Linked DNA regions of Mus musculus: all the other regions are linked to region 1. A link is a contact called in public HiChIP or PLAC-seq and promoter capture Hi-C data. All regions are on one chromosome and are shown on one strand. The core of a region is the stretch at or near the end of the contact, and the rest is flanking DNA. Distances in the headings are between cores, read along the strand shown.

Evidence for each region. Promoter capture Hi-C pulls out the DNA fragments that hold promoters and counts their contacts. HiChIP or PLAC-seq counts read pairs in DNA pulled down with a chosen protein or histone mark. Capture Hi-C pulls out chosen DNA fragments and counts their contacts.
Region 2: a contact with region 1 is called in a promoter capture Hi-C map of adipose tissue, with 2.0 times the contacts expected there. The contact joins the promoter of Tpm1 here to the promoter of Snx1 in region 1. A contact is called at or near these places in 3 of 39 promoter capture datasets (embryonic stem cells, erythroid cells and pre-B cells), 2 of 484 Hi-C or Micro-C datasets (CD4 T cells and CD8 T cells), 5 of 115 datasets of contacts at active chromatin or transcription factors (T-cell acute lymphoblastic leukemia, astrocytes, embryonic stem cells and 2 more) and 4 of 9 other capture datasets (adipose tissue, embryonic stem cells, embryonic tail and 1 more).
Region 3: a FOXA1 HiChIP or PLAC-seq map of pancreatic cancer cells shows a contact between it and region 1. The contact joins the enhancer-like site here to the promoter of Snx1 in region 1. A contact is called at or near these places in 5 of 39 promoter capture datasets (cranial neural crest, liver, neural stem cells and 2 more), 3 of 115 datasets of contacts at active chromatin or transcription factors (large pre-B cells, pancreatic cancer cells and stem cell-derived neural progenitor cells) and 2 of 9 other capture datasets (adipose tissue and liver).
Region 4: a contact with region 1 is called in a promoter capture Hi-C map of pre-B cells, with 5 times the contacts expected there. The contact joins the promoter of Clpx here to the promoter of Snx1 in region 1. A contact is called at or near these places in 4 of 39 promoter capture datasets (the C10 cell line, erythroid cells, liver and 1 more), 2 of 115 datasets of contacts at active chromatin or transcription factors (astrocytes and pancreatic cancer cells) and 2 of 9 other capture datasets (adipose tissue and liver).
Region 5: an H3K27ac HiChIP or PLAC-seq map of extraembryonic endoderm stem cells shows a contact between it and region 1, with 5 times the contacts expected there. The contact joins the promoter of Rps27l here to the promoter of Snx1 in region 1. A contact is called at or near these places in 11 of 39 promoter capture datasets (the 3T3-L1 cell line, the C10 cell line, the HPC-7 cell line and 5 more), 8 of 484 Hi-C or Micro-C datasets (CD4 T cells, CD8 T cells, adipose-derived mesenchymal stem cells and 4 more), 27 of 115 datasets of contacts at active chromatin or transcription factors (the 230-238 cell line, the SCID.adh cell line, acute myeloid leukemia and 16 more) and 2 of 9 other capture datasets (adipose tissue and embryonic stem cells).
Region 6: an H3K27ac HiChIP or PLAC-seq map of differentiating embryonic stem cells shows a contact between it and region 1, with 5 times the contacts expected there. The contact joins the enhancer-like site here to the promoter of Snx1 in region 1. A contact is called at or near these places in 7 of 39 promoter capture datasets (the HPC-7 cell line, cranial neural crest, embryonic stem cells and 2 more), 4 of 484 Hi-C or Micro-C datasets (B cells, CD8 T cells and cortical neurons), 14 of 115 datasets of contacts at active chromatin or transcription factors (the 230-238 cell line, the SCID.adh cell line, T-cell acute lymphoblastic leukemia and 10 more) and 2 of 9 other capture datasets (embryonic stem cells and liver).
Region 7: a contact with region 1 is called in an H3K4me3 HiChIP or PLAC-seq map of fetal liver, with 5 times the contacts expected there. The contact joins the promoter of Ankdd1a here to the promoter of Snx1 in region 1. A contact is called at or near these places in 2 of 39 promoter capture datasets (hippocampal neurons and liver) and 3 of 115 datasets of contacts at active chromatin or transcription factors (embryonic stem cells, fetal liver and microglia).

Annotation. Positions count from the first base shown.
Region 1 is chr9:66,123,539-66,126,382 of GRCm38.p6, forward strand. It overlaps Snx1 (sorting nexin 1), which reads right to left and starts at 1,348. Exons shown (of 15, transcript NM_019727.2): 1 at 1,069-1,348. The coding sequence starts at 1,227.
Region 2 is chr9:67,047,785-67,050,628 of GRCm38.p6, forward strand. Tpm1 (tropomyosin 1, alpha) reads right to left here and starts at 1,429. Exons shown (of 10, transcript NM_001164248.1): 1 at 1,235-1,429; 2 at 2-127. The coding sequence starts at 1,348.
Region 3 is chr9:66,988,354-66,991,197 of GRCm38.p6, forward strand. No RefSeq gene overlaps it. Among named protein-coding and RNA genes, the nearest start is that of Lactb, 14 kb to the left of the region's middle. Within about 2 kb of position 1,413, at least 135 of the 459 cell types and tissues checked have an H3K27ac peak or open chromatin away from gene starts, as enhancers often do. A contact at or near this core is called in adipose tissue and pancreatic cancer cells, where this site is marked.
Region 4 is chr9:65,292,879-65,295,722 of GRCm38.p6, forward strand. Clpx (caseinolytic mitochondrial matrix peptidase chaperone subunit) reads left to right here and starts at 1,382. Exons shown (of 14, transcript NM_011802.3): 1 at 1,382-1,687. The coding sequence starts at 1,609. It also overlaps the pseudogene Gm16218.
Region 5 is chr9:66,944,621-66,947,464 of GRCm38.p6, forward strand. It overlaps Rps27l (ribosomal protein S27-like), which reads left to right and starts at 1,466. Exons shown (of 4, transcript NM_026467.5): 1 at 1,466-1,560; 2 at 2,211-2,319. The coding sequence starts at 1,555.
Region 6 is chr9:66,812,025-66,814,868 of GRCm38.p6, forward strand. No RefSeq gene overlaps it. Among named protein-coding and RNA genes, the nearest start is that of Aph1b, 18 kb to the left of the region's middle. Within about 2 kb of position 1,492, at least 19 of the 459 cell types and tissues checked have an H3K27ac peak or open chromatin away from gene starts, as enhancers often do. A contact at or near this core is called in differentiating embryonic stem cells and embryonic limb bud, where this site is marked.
Region 7 is chr9:65,518,796-65,521,639 of GRCm38.p6, forward strand. Ankdd1a (ankyrin repeat and death domain containing 1A) reads right to left here and starts at 1,424. Exons shown (of 15, transcript NM_001370871.1): 1 at 1,365-1,424. The coding sequence starts at 1,398.

The DNA of each region.
Region 1 (2,844 bases), core at 98-2,597:
TATGATTATAGCCTTCAATTTCTCAACATAGTAAAATTTTAACTACGGCCATGTTAAAAAAAACAAAAACAAAAAACCCTCCAAAATCTAAATTTTTTCTAATGTAAGGGGCACCTCCAAGTTTTCAGACACATGCTATATACAGAATTTAAAGTTATTTAACTCAGTCTGATACTGATTAGCTACTCTGAAGAGAAACAATAACCAAGAAAGGAAGATAACTGCATAGACTCGGTACTGAAGACGTTTCTAAGCTGGAACTAACTGTACCGAGTGGTATGAGTCAGTGTTCTCATAAAACAGCCCAAAACATCTCTCCTGGTGCTGTTAACCCATGACATTCCACACGGAAAGACAAGGAGGTTTTGGTTGTTTTGCCAGCAGCTAGCTCTCATTTGAAACCTAGATATTTATTATGGGAGACAGTTTTTCCCTTCACATTTACAGATCTGTTTCCAAGCACTTTAATGCATCCTTTTAACAGAAACAAAAGCTTTCTGATCCGTGTAATCTATTTCTCTCAACCAGCATTTGCCCTGATTCCTGGAGAGATCAAAGGAGTCACAACCTAACTTCCATAAACTAGTATCCAGAATGGGCTTTTGGTAATGACCAGGAAGTGCTGGGTATAACAGGAGGATCAGTGGGCGGGTCATGGTCCTTCCTAGATCACGTTTCCACTTTCGGTGCAATAAAACAAGGGAACTGATGGTCTGCACCTCATTTTCTAATTTGTCATGTTTAAAGTCAGTCTGCCCAGGACACAACCAGCAGAAATGCCCGCTGAATCCTTGGGGTAACCACACCTCTGGGCCAGGGGACGGCCTAGGTTGCTCTTGGCTATTAAGGATCCGTGGTGAAGCCACCACACCCCTCGTCTCTTCCCGCCCGGGCTTGGGCAGCCAGGCTCTAGGGCTCGTTTCCTACTCAGGGCCCTGGAGTCCTGATTGCTGACACCGAGCGAAGATTTCCCACCAGGCCCACTATCTTCAAAGCCCTCGAACCCTTAATAAGGGTTCTCTTTTGGGGGGCTCTTTTCTGTCTGCTGCCCCAAGGATGGGAACTCACGGCTGCCGCGGCGCCAGTGAAAATATCCTCCCCCTCGGTGTCGCTGTCCCCAGCCTCGGGTTCTGACCCCCCGGCAGCCCCTTCCGACTCCGGATCCATGCCAGGGAAGGGCGGAGGGAGTCGCTCCGAAGCGCTACAGCCACCACCTCCTGACGCCATCTTCCTCCACCCGTGGCGGAAGCAGCAACAACAACTTTATAGACAGTGCCGCGAGCAAAGCGCTCCAGCCGTGTGAGGTGCGCGAGGGCCGTTATGGACCCAGAGGGACCATCGGGGCGGAACCTGGGGGAGGGACCTAGGGCGGGGCCTGGGCTGCTGCTCAGCCAATCCAAGCACTGAACCGCAAGGCTGCACTGGGGCGGGCCAAGTAGGCAGAGGAGGAGCTAGAGGCTGAGGAGTTCCTCCGGGTCTTTGTGCCCTGCATGGCTCTATCTGTCACGCTTCTAAGGTTCTGTTTGAATAAAGTCTGTGACTAACAATGTTTGAAAACCTCTGCATGCCACCTGCTCATGCCAAGCACAGTGTTCTCTGAGAGATTCAATAAATATTTTTGATTGAGGGCTGAAACGACTGCAGGAAGTTTTGCCACTTAGTTTTTGGACATTAATTCATTTAACATATACAGAGCATTCACTGTGAGCTTGGCACCTTACTGTGCGTTTCAAATACAAACACAAAAGCTCCTGGCTCACAGTTTAATGAGGCAGTCTTGTAAGTCAACAATTTAAACACACTCAGTGTTACAGTGTGCAACAATAAAAAGAAGTTATCGATTTTTTGAGAAGCCAGGCTTCACACAAAGGGGAGATTTCCGTGTATTAAATTCGGTCCTTAAGAATTTTGGGTTATAGCCGGGCGTGGTGACACGCCTTTAATCCCAGCCCTCGGGCGGCAGAAGCAGGTGGATTTCTGAGTTCAAGGCCAGGCTGGTCTACAGAGTGAGTTCCAGGACAGCCAGGGCTATACAGAGAAACCCTGCCTCGAAAAAAAAAAAAGTTCCCGGAACTTAATCACAGGTTGGTGAGTCGAAGTCAACTAGAGTTTAAAGATAACATAGGTTATGTTATCACGGACTAATTTGCAAGATGATCCTTTCAAGGAGCTGAAACCTGCCACTAACACCAACAGAGGTGGTTTGCTTTTCTGGTTGAAACCACCTTAGGCAGGCCTGAAATTCTGTGTCCAAAGCTGGCCTCAAACTCAATGCTCCTCCCTCGGCCTCCCAAGTGCTGGAATTACAGGCATGAGCCACCAGGCCTAGCAAAGTTGGCTGTTTACAACTGCAAACTCAACATTAGGGGTGGATTCCCTTACAGATAAAGTAAACTGCCTGAAGGTCAGGAGAGTGTCTTAGTTTGTAACTTTTATTCCTGCATACACATTGTGTATGGCAAATTAAGTGTCTAATAAATATTTGAGGTGGAAACACAATCAACTCTGTAACTGGCACCCATCACAGCCATGAACACACAAAAAAAAGGTTAAGAAATGCTTTTTTAGGATGTTCATCTCCGTTATCATTACTACATAGTGAACACAGATAAAGTTCTCTCGCTGTAATTTGGGTGGTGGTCGATAGAAATCCTCCCCATGGAGAGAAGCTGCACTAAACTAAGTTTCTAGGAGATAAGAAAACTAAGCCTTCCCTGTCCGTAGGCATGCCTATCAACATTGGTCTTCCAAAATAACCCCTTTCACCGCAAAGGAAATCCACTTCCGGCCTGGTCAGAAAGTAAGAAAAATTTGTTTGGAAGTGGCTTCCTCTGAGAAATAGCT
Region 2 (2,844 bases), core at 179-2,678, 920 kb after region 1:
CATCTGTGGCCTTTTTCTCCGCCAGCTCCAGTTTCTCCTGGGCATCTTTGAGAGCCTCGGAGTATTTGTCCAGTTCATCTTCAGTGCCCTTGAGTTTCTTTTGCAGTGACACCAGCTCATCTTCCAGCTGGGAGTTGGCAGTGGAGTACGGGGAGGGGGGAAGGGGGAGGGGGTGGGGTGCGGCAGGCAGCGTGATCCCGCAAGGTGCGGGTTGAGGGTGCATAGACCATAAAGGACAGGGACAGCGGGAGAGAGAGAGAGAGGGAAAGACAGGGAGGGAGAGAGAAAGAGAAAGAGTTAGCCATTCGTGTGCAGTGCCTCGCCGCGCGCCCGGGGTACCTTGGCGGCGGTCTCGTCGGCAGCCAGGAGGCTGTCCTCCGCCTTGTGCAGCTCCTCTAGCACCCGGTCCCGCTCGTCCTCCGACGCCCGCAGCAGCTTCTCTTTCGCTGCGATGTCCTCCTCGAGCTGGGGTAGCGGCGAGCGGGCGCGGGCGGCCGGCATGGACCGGGTGGGAGACACATAACAAATGGGTGCCAGGTTGGCTGGAGCCCTGGGGCTAAGGGATCGCTGCTTTGGGGCTCAAGGGACCCTAAGATATCTCTCCCAGAGATCTCACTCAGTGACTCATCTCGCACACCACCCCCCAACCCGGGACCACACGCTCCGGCCGGCCGAGGACAGCAAGCTCAGGTTCTCAATTTGAGGGACTGCCGAAACATGTCCTTGTTTGGCTAGCTTTCCGTGTGTCTCCCATTCTGTCCCATCTTTGTTCTTAGGAAATAATTCAGTGACTCCCTCCTCTTCCCTTCAAAGTCTTCATCCCGTGTTGAGGGATCTTTCTCCCCAACCAAAAAGTCCAAAGAACTTCGGACACCTTAGGACTTGAGCCTTGCTCCGCTCCCCCACCCTTCCCTCCAGGCAACCCGGGAACTTGTATCCTTTCTCTCTTCCTCTTTCAAAACTGATTCCCAACCCTAAGAGTCAAGAGCCTCTCTAGGGAAGAAGCTCAGTGGACCTCGCAGACCGTGGGAGTCAGAGAAGGGCCACGAGCGTCCTCGGACGAGACAGAAAAGTTAGAATCAGTCTAACTCTCGCGCTTCTCCTTTTCTTTTTTAAACGTGCGCCCCTGGACACCCTGGCTGGGGATGGGATGAGGAAAGGGAGCCAGTTCGGGTCCCGGGGCTGAGCGACCCACGCTAAGCTGGGGCATTGGAGGTTGGGGATAAATGCAGACCTGCTTGCTCCGGTCTTCCGCCGCCTTCTTATCAGCCTCCGCTTGCTCAGCTCGATCCAAGGCGTTCTCTTTGTCGAGCTTCAGCATCTGCATCTTCTTCTTGATGGCGTCCATGGTGGCGGTGGCGAGGGGCCCTTAGGCAGCGGAGCGAGAGGAGACGCGAGCGCGGTGGGGTAGCAGAGCCGGAGTGCGAGCGCGGAGCTGCCTGCTGCTCCCTGATATGTACTTTCCCAGGGGGGCGACCGCATTCCTTAGGACAGCCAATACTTTTTTGGAAAAGCTTGTTCCTCCTTCCCCCTTTCCCAGTCTCCTGCCTCCGCCCCGTGCCCCCTCCTCGCTCCTCCCGCGGGGGCCCGCACGCCCATTCGCTGCCGCCTGCCGGCCTCCCAGTTGACGGTGGATATGACTATATATGGGGACCCGAGCCTCCGAGGCCGCGGCCGGGCGAGGCCGTCCTATTTCTAAACCTGCACGCCTGGGAAAGAGCGCCGGGACCTCGCTGGAGAGGAGCCCGGCACTGGGCGAGAGTCTCTAGCCACCTCTCAGAGCCATCGTCTGGCGGTCAAGGTCCCCAGAAGAGCCTGCCCGGAACCACCCGGAATAGGGCAGGTGGTGTGTGCGCACCGGCTCACTCTGCCTCCAGGTCCTGGGGTGCTGCTCATTGTAAGGTCCGGGGGCTGCCAGTCACGGCCACTGCCCCTCCCCTCTGGGCCTGGGAGCTCTCGGTACCCAGCTGGGTCCTTGTGGCAGCACTCAGCCCACTCACCAGTTGTCGTCCTGGGCTCTCACGGTCTGGACATTTCAACCAGAGCAGAGAAATAGAGGTGGAGGAAGGTTTGAGGGCCATTCCTGAGACCCTGTCTCTCTGCCCCTGATAGTGGACATAGTGACACACAGGCAGTCTCGAGTCTTTTCACCAAACTGGGGGTGGGTAGTAAAATACTTTAGGGACTTAAGGCCCAAAAGTGCCTGCGCTGTGCTTTGGAAAGGGCAGAGGGAGTGTGTCAGTGTGTAGCGGTCTAGGCGTTTTTCTTCCCTGTGGGAGTCAGTGGTGTGAGTGTGAGTGTGTGTGTGTGTGTGTGTGTGTGTCTGGTCTTTAGTCATCGGCAGCTGTGATTTGTAACAGCTTCAATGCTGTAGCTTCCCTCCATTTATTCATTTGCATGTTTTACTAGAGTCGGTTACTTATTTGGGGGGCGGGGTCATGGAGGTGCATTCGTGCTTTGGTGGACTGTAGAGGTCAGAGAGCAACTCTTTAAGAATCCAACACAGGGGGCTGGTGAGATGGCTCAGTGGGTAAGAGCACCCGACTGCTCTTCCAAAGGTCCGAAGTTCAAATCCCAGCAACCACATGGTGGCTCACAACCACCCGTAATGAGATCTGATGCCCTCTTCTGGAGTGTCTGAAGACAGCTACAGTGTACTTGCATATAATAAATAAATAAATCTAAAAAAAAAAAAAAAAAAAAAAAAAAAAAAAAAAAAAAAAAAAAAAAAAAGAATCCAACACAGGTCTTTGTGCTTGATAGCAAGCTCCTTTACCTGCTGAGCCATCTTGTTAGTCCAGTTTCCTTGCTTGGATCCTTACAGGGAGTTGTCTCTCTCTGTAA
Region 3 (2,844 bases), core at 163-2,662, 860 kb after region 1:
GGTGGGTCTTTATCATAGAGTCTCATTCATGCATGTTTAATTATAAGGGGAGATAAAGGCTCCTTAGAAGGGTGGTGTTAGTCATTAGTCACAGTTTAAAGCAGAGACCTGCCCTAGGTTGGGGGTCCTGGAGCGAACCTTCCCAAGGGCCTGCTCTGGAAACTGATCATGGATGCAGCAGGGAAGGGGTTGGGGGAGCTGGGAGTCGAACGTGGCTGCCAGAGGGGCAGAGCTGGGAAGGGTCAAAGCGAGCTCACTGGAAGGCAGGCTTGGGCTTTAGCCTTAGAGTGGAAAATATCCCAAAGAAAGTGCTGACACATGTAGATTTGTACATCGAGACAGTCTTTCTGGTGACCACGTGGAGAACAGACTTCCAGGAGAGAACAGGGAAGCACAGCTGTGGAGAAGACCGGTGAGGCTCTTGTGGGCACAGGGGAGACTCCTGAAGGTTGCTCGGATGGGGTCCTGGCAGTACACAAAGGGAGAGGCAGCAAGTTTCTGCTTGAAAACCAAACAGTGGAAAGTTTCAAAGCTTAAGCTTCAAGGCAAATATGAGTTAGTGAGTGAGGTTTATATTAAACTAGAATGGCTCATTTTAAAGGGGGAAATGCCAGCTCTGGCCAGGCCTAAGTGCACAGCTCTCTGTAGAAGGAGTGAGTGACTCACTCCATACCATGAGCCTCAGATATGCCGGAGATAGCATCTCAGGGGGAAGTTTACATATTCAAGTTTATGTCCGTGGGTGGCCAACATTGTTGAAGCTTCTACCATATAAATATCCCTAACATTCTTTTTGTGCATGTGTGTGTGGGAGGCACTGTTTCTAAAACCACAGTGGAGAGGGGCTGACCTGAGGGGTGAGAGGCTTACAATAAACTGGGAATTCTGGGAATCTCACCCCAGGAATGCTGGCGTCTTTCCACGCTTGTGACTGTCTTGTGAACTTTAGGATTTGGCAGCCGGGCAAACCAAATAGCTCCCGGCACAAGAGTCAAGAGAGCCCAGAATAATCTCTGCTTCTCTGTCTCATGTCTCTAAGGGGCATGTCTTAGCCCCCCCTCCTCCAGTTGAAGCAGATTCTCTTGTCCAAGGATCTATCTGGACTATTTTTTTCCTCTTATACTTTCTTCTGTTTGTGTGTGTGTGTGTGCGCATGCATGTAATATGTATTTATAAGTGCACATATGTATATGTGTGGGCGTATGCATAGACATGTGGAGACCTGAGGGTGACGCTGGCTGTCTTCCTCTATCACTCTTTGCCTTATTTCTTGAGATGGGATCTCTCACTGAACCTGGAGTTCACTGATTGATAGACTGACTGGCTAGCAAGCCGGGGGCATCCTCCAGTCTCTGCCTCTCCAGTCCTGACATTCCAGACACACCACCACACCCAGCTTTTTATGTGGGTGCTGGGGAGCTGAACGTAGGTTTGTATGTTTGAATAGCCAGCACTTTACTCACTAAGCCATCTCCACCCCTTCAGCGTTTCCCTAACGTGCCATCTAGTTGCTTTTCCCGGGAGAGAATCCCACATGCTCAGATTCAAATCTCTGGTCTAAAGCCTACTGATGAGATACCCAGATGTCTTCATTAAACTCACTCACTAATGTCAGTGGGGCCTGTGGACTATCCAATCAGATGTTATTATCCAATGGCCTTCTATTCTCTCCTCCCATTCCCACCCCAGCAGATGGACAATTTGGAGACAAGTGTGCATGACTTGGGGGTCAGGCTGAAGACTTCCAGATTGGGAGCTTGGCCAGTGCACTCTGAACTTGCCCCTTATTCTCCTTCAATGACTCATTATGGAAAGGGGAAAGAATGAATGCCTAATGACTGTCGGTCGCAACACATGTCCAAGGGACTTCCCAGAACCTCATTGCTGAGCTCTGTGCTCACGTGAGCCTCACCACTCTGAAGTCATCATTAAAAACCACGGCTCTCAGCCTTGGCTGCACCTGGATTTCCCAAGTAGGTGGAGGTGGGTGGCATCTTTACAAAAACCAAGGACACTGGATGCCTAGGGTAATGATTTGATCCATTGACTGGGCTGGGGGTGAGTCACCCCAACTCTCTGCCGTCCATACCTGCAAAGCAAACTATGGGTCACTTTAGTTCCATTCTGTCATCGGTTTGCCTTGCCCAGAACACACTTTCTTCCTCCCTCCCTAACCATTTGAAAATGTTCACCTGTGTGAGACTGGGGTCTACATGCATACTTAGCCTCAGAAACTTGGCCTTCAACTATTTCCACCATCTGAGAGGACCAGGTCTGGGCTTGGCCACACTTGGGAGTTGTGTATGGATTTTAGATTCTTAAAAACAGTCTGGGAGGGCTGGAGAGATGGCTCAGCAGTTAAGGGAACTGACTGCTCTTCCAAAGGTCCTGAGTTCAATTCCTAGCAACCACATGGTGGCTCACAACCATCTGTAATGAGATCCGATGCCCTCTTATGGTGTGTCTGAAGACAGCTACAGTGGACTCATATAAATAAAATGAATCTTTAAAAAAAAAAAACCAGTCTAGGAAGTAGGACTGTGTGCTATCCTTATTTGATAGGTGGGGAGTCTAGAAAGATCAAGAGGCTCATAGAACACCCCCCGGTTCTGGAATTTACTGCTCTGACCCTCTGCAATCTAAAGAATGGCTTGTCTGAATGTTCTTTGAAAATGGCAAAAATGGTCACCACCCACTGGTGAAGAGTAAAGAGACCCAGACGTGAAGTGAGTGAGCTCAGAACAGACTACGCTGAGTCACTGGAAGTCGCCTAAGTTGTGGGCACTAGATGTTGCTGTGGGTGTTTTGCATTTACCATCTTGGGCTGCCCTAACAAAATGCCAC
Region 4 (2,844 bases), core at 132-2,631, 830 kb before region 1:
TCTAGGACAGCCAGGGCTACACAGAGAAACCCTGTCTCGAAAAAACAAAAACAAAAAAACCCATAACTTCTCTTTTTGGGCGGGAGAAGCCAGAGACAGCCCTCTTGGTTTGCTCACAGCATCCATGGAGGGAGAGCTTCTGAGAGAGTCTAAGAACACAGTTGGAAAGCAACATACTGAGAGGACTTGAGTCTCTCCTCACAACTGTATTCCTGGATGCAGCTGAAGAAGGAGTGGGTCTTAGTGAAGAAAGACAAGAATTCTCTTTCATCTCTGAAACTTTACCATGAGGTGTTACCACGAGTCAGCTCTCTAAGAAAGAACCCTGTAGTAGTATGAACCACCTGGAATTCCCCTTCTGTGAGCTAGACCCGGGGAACTGGAAGTCACTTTTCTGGCTGGAGATTGACGCTGGTTAATGTAAGTGAACTGGTGTTGATCCTGGCTTAATTCTCTTTCCTCACAGTTTCTGTCTAAAGGTTCCAGCAGGGTGTGGTACAACTCGGTAGTCTCATCTAGAGGTGGGAGCACAGGCATCAGATGTTCAGAGCCATTTTCAGCTACAGAACAAGTTCCAGGCCACCTAGCAATTTGGCGGCTAGAGTTGATGATATATATATAATTACTCTGGCATAAATTCCAAACCAAACCCAAATAAAACCCATATGGTGTTAGAGGCAGTACTCTTAAATTCGAGGTCAGCCTGGTCTACAGAGGGAGTTCTTGGACAGCCAAGGTTACACAGACAAACCCTCGCTCAGAAAACCAAAACAAAAATCCACACAGGCAACTAGCCCCGACTGAAAACTTTATCATCACAAAGCTTGAAAGAGCAAGGAAAGCTAGCTCTATCCAGCTTGTTGCTCGGAGTGGGAGTGGGATTAGGAGACCATTTCCATGCTGCAAATGAAACGAAACAGCGAACATAAAGGAAGCCAGGATATAGAGTCCATGAAGGAAGGAACTTGCCGAAGTGCAAGCGCCTGGTAGTTACTGTCTGTTTATAATTATTATGTGGGATTATGGTCTTTACCACTGAATTACATTCTTAGTTTTCGGATCACTTAAAAAAGATCCTCACCTTTTTGCGCTTTTATTTCCCCTGCTCCTAAGAAGCGTAGGGTCAACTCCCGACACGGCGCGTGTCTCTTTGGGTCTAAAACTTTTTAACATCCGAATAAAGAGACTTCCCGAGAAATTAGGCGACCGCAAAATTTTGGGTTCGCCGCTTGCCGTAGCGCGCTCATTGGTGCCCAGGTTACCGCCCCATTCTCTGGAATCACGTTAGTCTCCACGCATGCGCAGCGTAAACTCACGCCTCCTCCTGGGTCTAGGACGCAAGCGCGCGCACGCTCCCCGGCCGGGGTGGGCGGGGAATGGGGGAGAGTAGGGAGGGAGGGGAGGAGGGGAGGAGCCTACTCCGGTGAGTAGAAGGCGGTGGGACGCTGGGATCGTCCAGGCCTGGCTGCCTGGTGGGGAAAACGCTGCGCCAGCATAGAACCGACGGAAGGGAGCGGAGCCAGTCAGCGGAACACTCGCGCGACACGATCGGGTCGCTGAGCCCCCTCGATCCTCAGGGCGCGAAGCCCTGGCCTAGGCCCCGCGGAGATGTCCAGTTGCGGCGCTTGTACCTGCGGCGCTGCGGCCGCCCGGCTTCTCACCACTTCGCTCACCTCCGCGCAGAGAGGTAACGAAGTAGTCCCGAGCCGGTGCCCGCTCTGGGCTCTCGGCGAGTGAACCTGTGGGGATCCCGGGGGGAGAGGAGGGCTTGAAGGCTGCGAGGCGCTACGAGCCTCTGGAGTACCTGGCTGTCGGATTGGAAGGAAACCCGGTGGGCTATCGCTGGCCTGTGAGCTCTCGGGCCTTCGGAGTTTGGGGGCTGGAATGAGGCCATCTCGCCTCAACTCAGGGAGAACAACCGAGTGCGACGCAACACTCGTTAAAAGTGTCCCCCGTGCAGCCCTTCTTGGGGCCTGTCACTTTTGGGGAGTCTGTGCCCGGTTGTCGGGCTAGTCGCCTGGACCGGCAGCGCAAGGGTGTCACTGACATTGTGCGGTCTCGGGGACGACAAGACGTAAACACAGCTCGCTGGCCTTCCAGATATTTGGGAAACTTGGGGTCCCAAGATATTTGGGAAACTTGGGGTCCCAAGAAAGCAGCGGGGAGGTGGGGCGAAAACGACCGCTGGAATTCCTGAAATACTTAAATTTAGCAACAGTCATTCGCCCGCTTCCCCAGCTTGACAGCTGGGATCAGCCTCTAAGAGTGGAGTGGCTCTTGTTTACTTTGCTTCTCTATTCATCAGGACCTGTGACAGAGTGCACACCTGCCAAGAGATTCCGGGAATGAAACCCGTTTTTCTTTCCCACAAGTCTATGCATATCAGATTGTAAGGCTAGGTCTTGTTAGGCTCTGAACTTACAGATGTCTTTTCATGACGATCCTTGGATCAATAAAAGCAGTTTTCCTTTTTTTTTTTTTTTTGACTAATTCTAAAATCATCATTGTCTACTAACTGTATAATTGGCAGTTTATAATACACATGAAATGGAGTAACATAGGCGGAAGCATTTAGTATTGACACGTAAGTGTAAGATTTAGTCTTAAAACATTGCCACACCTCAAGTAGGTGTCCCAGTTCCAGAGGTTTGATTTGTAAACACTGGAAAGAAACATAATTTTAATGTATTGTTTGACCTACATTCGTTGAGGGCTTAAGGTATTACAGTTTGGTACTAGGGGTATTAAATTCATCATGTTTAAATTTGGTTGACAACAGCATTAAAAAGGGTACGTGTTTTAGACAGGAGGAGTTCTTGATAAGATTTAGTCAAAGAATTCTAG
Region 5 (2,844 bases), core at 216-2,715, 820 kb after region 1:
TGGGAATGTAACTCTTTTAACACCTCAGAGCTGGCTTCTAGGGACATATTTTCTGCAATGAGGCCACACCTCCTAAGCCTCCTAAGCCTAAACCGCACCAACTGGGTCTCAAGTGTTCAAATGGCAGAGACTAGGGCAGGCATCTCATGCAGACTGCAGCCTTAACTGTACTCGTCAAGTAACCACAGACCATGGACATTGAGACATTGGAACTTCTAGGACCATTATTTTCCCCGTACACACATAATAATTTACATAGTTATCTATATCACCATATTTAGTATTGACTTACAGTTTATTCATTTTTGGTGTTCCAGAGATGGCCCCATATGGCTGAAGATGATCTTGAATTTCCAACCCTCCTGCCTAAACCCCAAGTGCTGGATTATAATAAGTGTGCCCCATACCCCTAGATGTATCCAGTGCTGGAAATCAAACTCGGGGTTTCTTACTTACTGGGTGAGCACTCCTCCATGAGGGAATGCGGTGTTTTAATTTTCTTCTGCTTTATGCAAATTGAGTATTATACATCTTTTTTTTTTCCCCAAATTGGTAGGACAGTCTTAGGGTCAAGCTTATAAATGGTGTATGTGTGTGTGTTTAAGCCAGGGGGTCAATATCAGGTTTCTTTCTTAGGTGCCACCTACCACGTTTTCTGAGACAGAGGCATATCAAACACAGCAGCAAATGGGATTTGTTTAAAAAACTATTTCAGAGCAAAGCAAACCGGAGGTGAAGCCTATCCGGTGCAGAACTTCAAGTCTCACTCCTTAGAAGGCACAGACACAAGACTAGAAGTTTGTTTCACAACCCGTCAGTGGGATCTTTCTAGTTAAAAATTATTTATTTAGTGGTGTTAGGGATTTAACCTAAGGCTTCATGAAGGCAAGGCAAGCATGCTATTAGCTGAGCTACACCTCCAACCCCAAAATCAGATTTTTAAATTTAATTATGAGTGTGTGTGTGCGCGCGCGCGCATAGGGAGTGCAGTGCCATAGAGATCAGAAAAGACCTGCAGATCTCCCTGGAGTTGAGTTTGAGGCAGTTTCGAACCGCCCAGCTCGGTTCTGAAAACCAAACCCAGATCGTCTGCGGGAGCAGTACACAGTCTTAACCAACACACACTCTTAAGCGCTGAGCCAGCCCCCTCCCAGGCTCGCCTATGGTGTTTGTAATACAGCGAAGAACAAAGATTATTGTTCCGTGTGTCCCCCTGTCCGCTGCCCCGCACAATGAACAGGGGAGACCAGGCTAGTTGCAGCCTCGGGTCTGGTTTCCCTCTAATGCCTAATGCCCGGGCCTCCGAAGCCCGGCCTGGGTGCAGGGCGGAGTCGGAGTTTAACGCAGAAGCCATTTAAATGTCCCTCATTGGACTTGGCCCGGCGGTCAGGGCGGGAGCCGTACCACTGAGACGGGAGCCTAGAGCGGTCGCCCCCGCCTCCACTCCTCTCCACTCCTCCCCGCCGCCTCTATCCCGGAAGTTGCTGAGGGGCGCTCGAAAGCGAGCAGTTCGTCTCGGCGACCTGGAGCGGCCGCGCTTGCGGAGCCGTCACCATGCCCGTAAGTTTTTGACTTTGGGCTCGGGCTTGCTTTCCTTCAGGCTTTCTGTTAGTCTGGCGCCTCGGCAGGCGGCTAAGCCCGCGGCGTCTCTTGCTCCTGCGGGCCGAGGCATGGCGGGCTTGTTGAGACTTGTCCGGGCGACACGGCGCGGCATGGCGTGGCGGGCCCTGTCCGGGCTCGCGTGAGTGGCCAGCCCGTGGGGTGCAGCTCCCAGCTCACCATGGGCTTCAGGGTCACTAACGGGCCTCGCAGCTTCCGACACGTTCACTCCACCCCGGGCGAGCATGCCGCAGCCCTGTGCTGGCCATTGGATGTGGAGCCCCGGGGCTGAGGTCATCCCGGCCTTGTTCTGATCTGCTGCGCTGCGGCTTCGGGGAGGCCCGAGCCAGACGCTGGTTTTTACTTAGCTTTGATGGCTACCCAGCCAAACGACAAAGGGGTTCTCTCTCCCATATGCTGCCCGAGCGCTGTAAAGTGCCAGGAAAGGACTGGCAACGTGTGGGTGAAAGTGGTCCTATCTTGAAAAGTTAGGGTCTTAAGTACCCCCTCTGCGGAGTGTGCCTGTTGCTCCTGCTTTGCGTTCCTCGTGTGATTCGGGCTGCCACCCGTGTACTGTGACTCCAGTAGTAACAATATGTTTCCTTCCACAGCTGGCTAGAGATCTGTTACACCCTTCCTTGGAGGAGGAGAAGAAAAAACATAAGAAGAAACGGCTGGTTCAGAGCCCAAATTCTTACTTCATGGATGTGAAATGTCCAGGTATAAAATTTCAAATTTCCCTGTCCTAAAGGACGTTTCAGGAAAGATTCACACTTTAATAAGTCAGGATCCACTGTTGACTAGAAATGACATTACAGAATTGTCATAAGGGTCATTTTAAAGAAACATACTCAAACCTTTGTAGAAACATATGGGAGCCAGGTAAAGGATACGTTGACTTAAGTCTTTAACTTAAGATGATCATTAAGATGATGAATTTTCTTTTTTGCAATGCAAATAAAATATATGTTGATTCTTCATTCTCAAACTGCTGTCTGATGTGTTTGCTATACCATATGTGTCTGTTTAGTACTTAACATGTGGAAATGGAAACAGAATTTAAGAGTAAAACACTACACTGAAGCTATAACTTGAAACAGATGACATGTCTGTTACATGCTGAAATGTTAACGGTTCTGGAATACTAAATTTAATGTTTCACCTTAAAAAAAACAAGTGACTTCTAGAATAATTATTGTTTACAGAATTTACAGGAAATTCTGTTAAACTTAAGTTCTGTTAAAA
Region 6 (2,844 bases), core at 242-2,741, 690 kb after region 1:
CCAGATCTGAGGTCATGAAGGTTTATCTAACATTATGATTCTTTATTTTTTATGGTTTAGCTCAAATATTTAGATTATTGATTCATTTTGAGTTAATTTGTCATGCATTGTGTGAAACAGTTTACATGAAAACTATTTCAATATTTGTTACGGAGCCCAAGAGAAAGCAGCATGAATCAATCAGTAAGGGACACACTAAATTAGGGCTATTCTTTAAGACAGATATGTGCATAGAAACCAGGAGATAAAAACCTGAAGCTGGTGTTCTGAACAAGGTATGGACTCAAGAAAAAAATATGTGAGGCAGATAAGTGTGTGGATTTATGTAAATTTCTGGTGCAAGATACAATCATTCTTTCAGTGATTGTTTAAAAGAATGCATGACTTTTTTCATTGTAATCTGGGAAGTTATTCTTCTATTTTGATGTACCCAAGAAAAACAACGATCAGACTTCAGGATGTTGGTTGGATTTTTCAGACACAATCTCATTTCAGGAAAGCATACATTGCTTCCACCATGACTACTTTAAAAGGAATGTTCCTTTTTATGTACCTAATATTCCTGGCTACAAAACCAAGCCACAACAACAGGCTGACTGCACACTCAAAATGACCAGGGGCTGCAAATCAGAGCAACTAAATAAACAAAGGAGCTTCTATCTTTAAAAAAGTCTTTAAATGCTTTTTAATTTTAAAATTGTTCAAACTTGCTTAGTCTATGCAAGGAGGAAAAAGTAGCCAATTGTGCTTCCATACTTATAATTTTGATATTGGAGTGCCTTGTAAAAATTGTAGGATGTCTTCAGAACTGATTTTGTTGTCAATTTAACTTTAGCTCATTTTACCAGGGGAAATGAGAGAGGAGGGAGGAAATGACCTCCTCCTTAGTGCTGGTCCTGGTGGTTTTGATCTGCTGTCTGATTCGCCTCTCAAACAACCCTTTGTAGCAAGTCTCATTATCCCAAGTTAGTGCCGAAGTATTAGAGGCTCTGGCGCTGAGACTGAGTAACTTGAATATGAACTCATGGCTGGTTGTAAATGCTTTCCAATATAGTAAAGTATTCTGGAATCAGAAGGCTGTCTGCAACAAGAACCTGAGACTTTGGTAATGTTCAGTTTGGTAAATTATGAGGTGTTAAAAAAGTACTGGCTACTGAAACAAGTATATAATTTTGCACCATTTGCTTTTTACAATTAGAAACACTTGCTAGTTTTAGAAAAAGATATATAAACATGAGTCAATATAATTAACATTTTCAGACTTTCTCTGATATTGCCAAAAAAAACAAACAAACAAACAAACAAAAAACCCAAACCAAAACAACAACAACAAAATCCTGTTTTAGGTGGGTGGGTTTTAGCGGCAATGGGCTTGTCTGGCATGTTGGAATTTCCATTATGAAAATATCCCAGTGGGGAAGAAAAGAAGAACAGAGGTAGAAGCTGTAGTATCAAAGGCTGGGTAGAATGATCCAATTTCAGTGAGCCTTTCTGAGAGAAAGCTAGCCACCTGCTGTGGTCTCCTGGGGAACCTGGGCTGGTGCCTGTTGATGTTGTCTGTTATCCAGCTGAAAGGAAATTAGGTTAGCAGCTGCACTGGGCCAAACGGAGCACAGTGTTACCTTCTGGTGTTATCCGGTACTGGGAACAACAGGTCAAGGGATGAGGTCCAGTTTTTCCCATTCTGACAAAAGCAGGCATAGAACCAAAACCCTTGGGGGCTGAAATTTAGGGGCAAGATCCTATGCTGGATTGAAATTGAGTGCTTAAAAGGAAAAGTAAGATAGAATGCTAGGTTGACAAATGAGGGAAAACAGAGGCCCTACCAAAGGGTTCTATATCCTGATAGAGACACCAATGCCTGGTGCTTGATGCAGTCTCACCGGATCCTACAAAGTTCGGTACATCAGAGACTACGGGTCTAGCTCCCACGTGACTGTTTCCCGTAATTTGTATTAATTCCGGAGTTCAACGCTTAGGACTGGGGTTAGGACTAAAGTGTGCACCCCCAGAACCCATGCACATCTTGGCTAGGTAGCAGGCAATCATAATCTCAGCACTTCTTCAGTCAGATGGGAGCTGAATACAAAAGAATTCCCTGAAACTCCCTGCCCAGCTCTCCTGGCACTCACAGCAACAGCCAACCAAACAACAGAGGCCTTGTCACAAACAAGTAGAAGGTGAAGGAAATCCCCAAGGTTGTCATGTGACCCCCACATATGCACCAAATATAGGTTCCTGTCCTCACACTTGCATAGGAATGAAAACACCCCCACCCCCCAACACACACACACCATACACATGCACATATGCACACATGCACAAAAAGATTTTCTTTTTTAAAGAAGAGAATACTGCACACTTAATAAGAAACGTGAGCAACTTAGCGGATGGAGTAGTAGATAGTAATACTCTTCATTAATCTCTTTCTTCATTCATTCACCCAGCAAACCCTCTGAGGGCCTTTTTAAAGGTTTGAGTAGAGTGAGTTTCTTGGTTTTCGATCACATTCTAAGGGGCTGGAGAGATAGCTCAGTGGTAAAGAGTACTTGTTTGCTGACAGAAGTTTCAGTTCTCAGCATCCATATGATGGCTCACAGCCATCTGTAAGACCAGTTCCAAGGGATCCAAAGCCTGCTTCTGGGCTCCTCAGGTATGCAGAGGGTGCACAAGCACACATTAATGTTTGTTTCTGATCTACCAACAAGCAAACAACACAAGTATAGGTACATAATAACCCTTTACTGGATCAAAAACTAAGAATCCTGTTGCCTCAGCTCAGACACAGGGTTACAAAAGTGCACCACCATGCTTGGTCACACTATTTCCTTACTGCCTTGTAAG
Region 7 (2,844 bases), core at 174-2,673, 600 kb before region 1:
CACCCACATCTGGTGACTGCCTATAACTATGGTCTAGGAGATCTGATGCCTTTTTTCTGGTTTCTTCCGGTACACATAAGCACACACAAACAAATAACAAAGCAAGGCACATATCTTTAGTCCCAACACTTGGAGGGAGAGGTAGGCAAATCTACAGCCTGGTCTACATAGTGAATTCAAAGACAACCCCAGGAATATACTGTGAGAATCTGTTAATAATAATAATAATAATAATAATAATAATACAAAATTTTAAAGCCACACTTAGGCTTAAGGGAGCCCAGTCCCCATTCCTCATTCATCTGGGAGGATGGTAACAGCTGGCTTCAGCATTTTGAAGTCCAGTGGGCAGGACTATGGGGATTTGAGAAAGCTCTCCCGGGTTCAGTGGGCAGGGCTCAGACTGGGCAGCAGGACTAAGACTTCTCAAAGGAGCTGATGGCTCAGTCCTCTTTCCTCTCCCAGGCAGGGCACCAAAGGTCTCCCAGCTACATGCATGCTTCCCACACATTGAGATGTCCTGGTTCTAAGTACATTCTGAAAGAGGCTCTGAAGTTCCTTATCTCACACAGGGATAGGGCTGACCACAGCACCTCTTTCCTAGGCCCTGGTTCCTTCTTTGATATGGTGTCTACACCCCATTTTATTCTGGGTGAACTGAGATCTTTAAGTGTTTGTTTTGGTGGTGGTGGTGGTGGTGGTGGTGGTGGTGGCTGACAGGGTCTCATGTAGCCCAGGTGGCCTTGGACTCCCTGTGTAGCCAAGGATGGAAGGTGATGTTGAATTCCTGATCCTCCTGCCTCTACTTCCCCAGTGCTAGGATTACAGATGTGTGCCACACGCCTGGTTTTACATGGTGCTTGGGATTGAACCCACGGCCTTGTGCATATTAAACAAACATTCTACCGGCCAAATTGTGTGTGCTCCTATTCCTGATTTCAGCATTTCTACAGTCATGTGACCTCACCCTGTCTCTCAGCCCTCTCATCTGAAAAATGGAGATGTCAGTAGGCCCAACCCATATAGTAGCAAAGACAGAAGACTGGCCTGACCTGCTTTAAGGACTGCCACACAAAGCAAGTTATTATCAAGGATCGTTGTCACTCGAGCTTGCCTTGTTCAGGACACCCTGAGTCCCAGATGTTCAGCCACTGTGCCCTACACCTGTGCGGCATTCTTCTGTTTTTTTTTTTTTTTTTTTTTCGGAAGCCACAGAGAAGACTGAGACAGAGGTGTCCAGGCCAAGGGCCAGCCTCTCTCTGGGTCACCCTCTGTGACCTGGGGTCCTCCCACCAGGCATCCGTTCTTTCTGCGCACCCCCCCCCATCCTCCGCCCCGCCCCCGCCAGCGGCATTGGGACTCACAGCCGTGGGTCTCCCAAGCCAGCTCCTCCTCCATCCTGCAGCTCCCGGCTGGTGCTAGGCGTTTAGTTGCCAGGGCGGGGAGAGCGCAGAGCTGGGAGCGCGCAGAGCGGGGAGTGGGTGGTGGAGGCTTTGCATCTCTCTGTAGCCCCTGCTCATTATCAGCCCATCCGCGAATCCGACCCGGGCACCCACAGCTTACACACACACACACACACACACACACACACACACACACACACACACACGCCTTCAAGCTGCCTAGGTCCCTGCGCGCAATCCCCCTGGGACCTCCCAACCTTGATGCCTCAACAAGCCCTCCCACACTGGACACTTCAGACCCCTACTACCCCACCAAGCCTACGGACATAGGACAAAAGATGTATTCAGGATCAGAAAAATCGGGTTACAACAATAACGAGATATAAATTACGTTACTTAGATTGGCTAAAACCAAACGCAAACAAACAAACAGAAACACGGAGAAAGCTGGAGGATGCCATATGCCAGATGCCAGAGCAGACGGTGCAGTTGTCCCAGCGAGTACACTCCGCTGGTGGCAGCAGCCTAAGGCTGGCATTCTGGAATCCAGACTGGCAGAAAGGAGGGAAAAGACTTTTCAACCCGAAGGAAGTAAAATAAATCAAAGGCAAACAAATCAATGAAATTAACATTGTAAAAATTCCTCCAGTAAAATGAGCCACCCTCTGCGCTGCCTGCTGCTCTAAGAAACTGCTATTCCTTTCCGTGTGGAATGCTCTTCCAACCCTTTCCCCTCAGCAGACTAGATCCCTGTCATTCTTTTTGGAGACTAGCTGAAGCGTCAAATTCCCAGTGTTAACTGTGCCTCCAACATTCTCCACTTCTCCACGTTGACATAGCCTTTAATTGTTAGAGCGTGGTCACAATTTTATAATTCCATGACAGTCAAATCACACTAGGCTTTGGGCCCATTTCCCTGTAATTTAATATTAAAAAGAAACAAAAATTTGGGTGTTTTTTTTTTCTCCTTTGTTTACTGTTGGTGTGTTTTGTCTTCTGAGACCAAATCTAGCTTTTTGTCCACGCTGGTCTCCAACACACCGGCTCACGTGATCTTCCACGTCAGCTTCCCTCCAGAGTCAAGTATCAGTCAAGACTCTGACCATACTGCAAGATGCTGGGATACCCCGGAGCCACCCGTTGCCTCCCGAAGAAGCTCAAAAATTCACACAGGCTCTTGAGCGTGGCAGTATTACATCTGTTGAGTCCTTTTGCTGCCCATCTTCTCTGCTTCTCTGTGTGCTGTTTTGTTCTTCGTTAGATGAACAGAAGCATAAAAGGAGGAGAGAGCGGGACAGGACGGCAGACTGCCCCACGATGGGAGCCCAGTGCAGATGTTTGCAGTTCCCTGAGCTTGTGTGATGTTTGGACACTGCCCAGATGTCTCTGGATTTTAGTCCCACCCTGCCCTTGCTGGAGGGGATGCTCTGACCGGTGGCAA